Linked DNA regions of Lactuca sativa: region 1 is linked to region 2. Evidence: chromatin contacts called from public Hi-C data. All regions are on one chromosome and are shown on one strand. Each heading gives the region's core, a stretch centred on a gene start, on an enhancer-like site or on the middle of the called end of the contact. The rest is flanking DNA. Distances are from core to core; before and after follow the strand shown. Region 1 holds the start of LOC111895348 (probable rRNA-processing protein EBP2 homolog). Region 2 holds the start of LOC111911417 (60S ribosomal protein L37a).

Region 1 (3,837 bases), core at 567-3,066, 290 kb after region 2:
TTATAGTGATTGCATGTCAATAATTTATTGCAAAATGAATCTAGTTGATCAACAGAAGCACTCATTGCAATAACATCATGATTAATGATAGGAAATATATTGATCTCACGTTGATGTTTTTCTTTAATGATTAAAACATGAGCAGTAGACAAAGAGGGAAAAGGCTTCATCATATGAATCATTTAAACCCATAAGAAGCTGAACCAAACATTGATCTTCAAGAGATTTTTTTACCTTAGAAGCAGTACCACAATAACTAGCAAGAAATTCTTGAACCATTCACATCTCATCCCTATAATTCATCAATTTTGTATAATAGGTTTGAAAATTGTTAGAACTTTAAGAAATTGAGTCAAGTTTTTGCTGAATTTGATAGATCGAAGCACCGCTTGTTTGCTCATACATTTGGTTGATTTCTATCAAGATTACTAGAAGCAGATTGAAAAAATAAAATGATATCATCAATGTTTTTGTGCAACGAGTTCAAAAGCCATCAACAAAGCATAGAATTCACACGATACCATTATGAATAATTTTGAGAATTAGTTGCAGCTGCAGGTTGAATAATAGAGCCATCAACAAACACTCATTTGTTCTTTGTAGATAGATCAATCACCATTGATCTTTTCCAGCAGCGAATCCAACACCATTGATGACATTGGATACAAGAAGCAAACTAGGATTATCTTAAGATCCTAGATAATATAGGCTTGAAACAGGAATTATAGATGAATCATTGGTGTTAAGAGCATGAATTTCTTTCATTGCAATGAATCAACTGAAAAAAAGAATGATCAAGGAAGAATCGAAGAAGTTTTAAAAAACATAATAAAATTGATGAACAAGATCAAAGAACCATGATTCAATGGAAAACTTCTCATTAATTGATTAAAAAATGAATAACAAGCTACATATATACAACAAATCAACCCGAAACCTTCTAACTAACAATTTCTAACCAGCAAATTCTAACAACCATTATATTAAATTACAAAAATGCTCTTGAGGCCGTTTATTTTGTTATTTACTAAGTTGGTTAACATGTTTTGGTAAGTTATTTATAAAAGAATATAAGGAATTGGTAAATCCTTTTTCAAGACACTATTCTAGTTAGTGGTGCACAAAAAAACCGGTTCACGATCCGAACCAGTGTCCGAGCCGAAAACCGGTTCACATCTGAACCGGTCCAAGCTAGAACCGATCTGATGCCGAACCGAACCGGCGGTTTGAACCAATTCGTATTTCCGAACAACAGGACAGGTTTCGAACCGATTTACAATGAATCGGACTTCCAAACTGGTTTTGGACCGATTATGAACCGGTTTTTGAACCAATTATGAACCGGTTTTTCGAGATGTTTGAAGATGTTTTTTTTTATTATGTAACCTATAATATCCCAAAAAACAAAACAAACAATCAAAAAAATATACAATTTCTGCCGGTTTTTTTTAACATGTTCGAAGAACCGGTTTAAGATGATTCGGTTTGAAGTGAACCGGTTTGCAATAAACCGAACCGGCTTGTATAGGATCGGATAAATTTGATGGTGAACCAGTTTGAAACCGAACCGGTTTAAGGGTGAACCGATGTTGACTTTGTTGACTTGAACCGAACCGGTTCGGAAAAAAACCGGTTTGTACACCTCTTTCTAGTGGACTGTTTTTTCTTTTTTTTCTTAATGCTTATTAAGCCAAATAGTGGGTCATTTTTATGGGCTTTATTCCAGACGTTGGGTCTATGTATATATAAGGCCGATAAGCAGCAGCGCACAACGATTATACAACGATTATGAGGTTTAGTTTAATGGACTCAAATACTTCAATGTCATTTCTATGGGCTTTATTTCTGGGCCTATATATAACATAGACAATCGTCAGCGAAACATACACTGCGTTCTTTGAGGGTTTAGGGTTTATACATCCACACATCCGTCTCGCCCTTTTCAAGGTTAGTTCTCTACATCATCTGTCTACGAATATCATCACTTATCCAGGTAGTTTGATGTCAAATAGTCGGACTCCTGTTTTCTATGCAGATGTCCATTACATGTATGATTTCGCAAGTTTGGTGTTCTCAGATTAGCGAGAAACCTGAATAATCATGTAATTTTTCATCAGATAATCGTAAAAAATTACAGACTTTATGTTTTTATTATGGAAATTTATGCATTAAGGATTTACTCGATAATGACCTGTCTGTTGCTGTTAATTATGTTTTGTAACTGTTAGAATGTCGGTCGATAGGAAATTTGGTAGCTGGAATGCTTGTTTCTAGTTTGAACTTGTGGTATACTCACAAAAGATTTGTTGAATGATATTTCTTAACAGATTACTAGATGGCCATAAAAAAGCCCACACCAGAATTGTTACCTGAAGATCTCGATGTGGAGGCTTCTGAATCGGAACAAGAAACAGATTCTGAATCAGAATCAGAGTCAGAAGGAGATGAAGATATAAAATTATCAGAACCTTCAAAAACCTCCATATACAACAAAGAAGGTCTACTCGATAAACTTAATGACATCACCTGGCCTGAAGACATTGACTGGATCAACAAACTATCACTAGACATCCAACAAGAACAAGAAGTAGATGTCAATGATGACCTGGCACGTGAGCTGGCATTCTACACTCAAGCACTAGAAGGTACACGTGAAGCCTTTCTGAAATTCCAAACCATGGGCCTCCCATTCCTTCGCCCCACAGACTACTATGCTGAAATGGTGAAAACCGATTCCCACATGGAGAAAATCAAGGGAAGACTTTTATCTGAAAAGAGAAGAATGGAAGAAGCTGAAGAAAGAAGAAAGATGAGGGATAATAAAAAGAAGGCTAAAGAAGTACAAGCTGTGAAACAGAAAGAGAGGGTGAAACAGAAGAAAGATGAGATTGAATCTGTTAAGAAATGGAGGAAACAAAGACAACAAAGTGGGTTTGCTGAGAAGAAAGATGGTGACATGGGTTTGCCATTTGAAGGAGGAAAGGAATCAGATACATTTAAGAAGAATAAGAGACAAGGGGTGTCACCATGGGATAGGTCAGGTGGAAAAGGGAAAGGGAAAGAGCAAAAAGGAGGGAATGGAAATGGGAATGGAAAGAGGAAGAGTAGGGAGTTTAGGGATTCAAAGTATGGGTTTGGTGGAAAGAAAGGAATGAAGAAACAAAACACTGCTGAAACTACTAATGATTTTAAAGGGTTTAGAAACAGTGATTCTGGTCAAAACAAGAAAAGAAAGAAGTTTTGAAAGATTTGATGGATGCTTTTCATTGGTGTACTCTATGTTGTTGATCCACATCAGTTTTGTTTGTTTTGGGTCAGATTTTCAAGTTTTAAAATCGATATTTTGTTTTCATTTTGTGGCTTTATTTAAGTTGAATGTTACATTTTACTATTTTAGTTTCATTTAGGAATCAAATGAAGATATGACATTTTGGTTTTGACATATGCAGAGTTATGGAGTGTAGAAGTTCATTTTTCTTTTACTAACTCATAATATCAACTTACTTACATTTTCTTTACAGAAAACACCAATGTACATACAATTCTTTACTCATTATAGCAACGTACTTACATTACATTCCTTCACCGATAATTACCAAATGTAAAAAAAAACATACTTTTCACTTTTACCAAACTATTTTTGTTTAACTGGTGAATGTTGAGCATATGAGCTTGCAAAAGCTACTAAAGAATTAGGACCTGGTGAAATTTTGCTCAACTTTGAAATAAAACAAGAACATATTTTTCAATTTTTTTAAAGTTGAAAAACAAGGTGATGGAAATGATTTCTTTAGGCAGTGTTGTGCAGGTTAATGACGGTGGCTGAAGGTGGTGGTG
Region 2 (3,593 bases), core at 185-2,684:
AATTGTGCTCCTAACTGTAACAGCACTTGCAGTACTATTATCATTCAAAAACAAAAAACAAAATTATCAGTGAATTAAAAACATTAAAATATAAATCAAAGAAACAAAGAAAATATAAAAAAAATTATTACTTCAATGTGTATGCACCCCCTGCTTTCACTTTCCCACAATCCTTGCAACCCCAGATTCCAACTGCCTTTCTCTTCACAGCATACTGTTTCACCATTTCAAAACAAATACAAAATATTTTCACATAAGCAACAAACATTTTGCAAAAAATACAAATTATTATAAAAATCCAAAAGTAGATGATTTACCTTCCCACAAAACTCACAGAAATACTTGCTGTGCTGGCTGACTTCCATTTTCTTGATCTGTTTACGCAGACTAGCACCATAACGGGTACCTGAAAAAGAAAATTAAAAAACAATATTTAAGTAAAATATTTTCATTTTTTGTAATTTAACAACAAAAAATATTTATATAGATAATTTCTATCATATTAGGAACTTTGTAGCAAAAACATGATACTTACCATACTTTCCGACAATGCCGGCCTTCTTTGTCCTCTTTGTCTGCAAATTAAATTGAATGATGAATATAAAATTAGTATTTAGTTTACAAATTTAAGTTAATAACTGAAGTTAGAAAGTAATGTATTTGAAAATTTTTAACAATAAAGAACAGATGCTAAGGAGGTCGTGAATTTTGGTAATCACTCCCTTCATTACCAATGAAGATTTCAAATTTGAAGACTTGGATTTTTATCTACAAAGCTATAATACTCATCAGATGACGACTGATCCTAATACCAAAAATGTCTTATGTGTGGTACGCATGATGTTTAAAGTGGTTACTTGCAATCGAAATTTGAACAATTTTATAAGCTTCTGAGAATAGCATTCTAAAAAAATCCCAACTTTGGACGTGTTATGCATTCCATGCCGCTTTGATTAGTTAGAACTTAGAATTGCTAAATCAACCGCATATGCTAACGAACTCAAGGTAAGATTGCAAATCTTTAGAAAGAATTGCATCATCGGAACAGCGGAATTGATCCTTGAGCATACAAAGAAATGGAACATCTAATACTTAATTATAATTCATTAATTTGTATAAAAGCGTGTGGATTTTACAGAAGACTATTTGGGAGTAGATGGAGTACGTGCAAATCTAAGAGAAAAACGCGAAACACTAATAGGCATGCTCTGATTCGATTGATGAACAACAAAAATGACTATGCTATAATGTTCTGAAACAGTGAAATCAAAATAAACGATTTACTTGCTATTGCTAGATAATGATGTTCAAGATAGACTATACCATTTCTGAAGATCGGATGAGGAATGTTCGAAACTTGCAGAGAAACAAAGCACGGCGATAAAGAGCTGAACCCTAAATTCTTCATTAATCACGATTTATAGTGGACAGAATCAAGCACGTATTGTGAAAACGATTGGGCTTTTCTTGTTTACGATAAATGATATTGGGCCTAACCCAATAGTGTGATTCTATTTAGTGTTATCTAATTATTATACTATACTTTTTTTTTTTTTTTTTTTATTTTAAATATTCGTATTGAACAAGGTTAAATTATGTATATGTTTGAAAATAATTATACTATTAATATTAAGAAATTAAGTAATCTGATTATTTTTTATGGTTATATTAACTATAAAATATTTATATTATTGATAATTACTATAAAATAATAATAATAAATTAAATAATCTAACTATTTTTTTATGGTTTTTTAAAAAATAACTACTTTAAAATTATTTTTGAAAAATGGGCATTCGGTCTAGAACTCATTCTTGACTCAAATTCTGAAACAGATAAACGGATAAAATGGTCTGACCCGATAATGTGGTCTATTATATATTACTGTCTCGGATCATTCTTACGGACTCATTGTTTCGGACCTCATTTCAAACTCACTATTTCGGACTAAATCAACTTCAAAGAATGTCTTCTTCTAGCAGTGAAGAAATACATTTTATGTGGGTATGTTTCGATTCTTTGTATGATTATATGTTTTTATCTGCGAATATATGTTAAAAATAAGGAATTTTTGTTTTGTTGTATAAATTGATGCAATTACAGATATAAGTCATTTTCCTTAAAAAATTTGTTGTTTTTAAGCTTTTATATGAGTAGATGTGGGTATATGTATGTACTAGACCAGCTAAAATTATAACATAAAAAAAATACTTTCAAACCTATTTAGAACAAATATGGAATACGTTGAACTGATCCGATGTAACGTTCGTAAGATAAGACTAGATGATTAAAGAATAATAGAATAATTATTCATCACGATGATAAACAAATGTTTTTATAGATGACCACACGAAAGTTGTAGGAATCGTAAACGTGAGAACTTGCATATAGAAAACTTTCAAATCCGACTTCATGTAAGAAAGTTATGATTTTTAGAAGTTTCAGCGCAATAGTATACAACATAGAACCCAAAATTAAGAACGGTCGATTGTTAGTCAGAACAATCTAAACGAGAATTGAAGATCTCGTTAATATATATTTGTCGATATAAAGACAGTCGATAACTGATATCTAATGAGAGAGTTATGATTTTTATACGGACTTTATCAATCTAAGCTTATAAAAATATAACTTTAAAAGTAAAGCGAGAACTATCTGAAGATGTCTAAATGAAGGTTGTAGATCTTGTCGATAGCTATGTGTGAATATAAAGAACGTCGAAAACGAAGTTCATATGAAGAAGTTACAGAATTTACAAAATTTTTTACTTGTGCGGTGCACGCTTCTAGAAGGTGGCAACACGGACCACAGAGAAGATGACACATGACACAACGGTTGGGGAGACGTAGCCTTAAGCGCATGAAGCGCACCTTGAAAGGCGTAACACGCATGATCAAAATCCAGTTATAAATAGCAGTTGTAGCCCCACTTCATTCCTTATGCCTTTCCAATTTTCTCTGCGTTTCTTTGAGATTTTAGCTCGATTTTCCCCTAGATTTCAAAAGTTTTAGCGAAGTTGTAACGTCGTGAATAATTAATGAAATTTTAATATATATATATATATATATATATATATATATATATATATATATATATATATATATATATATATATATATATAGTAATAATCACATGTGTGTGTTAGATAATAAATCATTAAGTATATTATACATATTAATCACCGAGTTGTCCGAGTTTTACAACACTGCCCGCCTCAGTATGGAGCCGATCGGGAAGTACTCCGATTCTGTAACTCGCCTTGGTAAGGGGTTGTGTTTGGCTGTCAAACCAACAAATAATGGGATAAAATAATATTAATAAAGCTCTTTCTTATACTAAAGATAGTATAGAGTAAGCAGGGTCGGTCCACAGGAATACATGACTTTTATCTTGCCATATTTTCACACATAATACAAATAATATTAAAATGGTGGATTGTGTTTGAACTAGATTTAAACTTCATAAATAAACAAGATTGTTAACAAAACGCAGTAATAGAAGTACATTTCCGATTTTGATTCATATACATGTATTGTGTTGAAAGATGTAATATGATTATATCTCATGTTCAATCTAGGTTGGTAATTTAGATA

The links. A called contact is a pair of places that touch in the nucleus more often than the background predicts.
Region 1: a Hi-C map of leaf shows a contact between it and region 2, with 5 times the contacts expected there. The contact joins the promoter of LOC111895348 here to the promoter of LOC111911417 in region 2. A contact is called at or near these places in 2 of 4 Hi-C or Micro-C datasets (both in leaf).

The regions. Positions count from the first base shown.
Region 1 is chr6:168,567,607-168,571,443 of Lsat_Salinas_v11, forward strand. It overlaps LOC111895348 (probable rRNA-processing protein EBP2 homolog), which reads left to right and starts at 1,817. Exons shown (of 2, transcript XM_023891432.3): 1 at 1,817-1,947; 2 at 2,328-3,440. The coding sequence starts at 2,336. The coding sequence ends at 3,244.
Region 2 is chr6:168,282,355-168,285,947 of Lsat_Salinas_v11, forward strand. LOC111911417 (60S ribosomal protein L37a) reads right to left here and starts at 1,435. Exons shown (of 5, transcript XM_023907197.3): 1 at 1,324-1,435; 2 at 536-575; 3 at 318-406; 4 at 132-214; 5 at 1-34. The coding sequence starts at 1,326.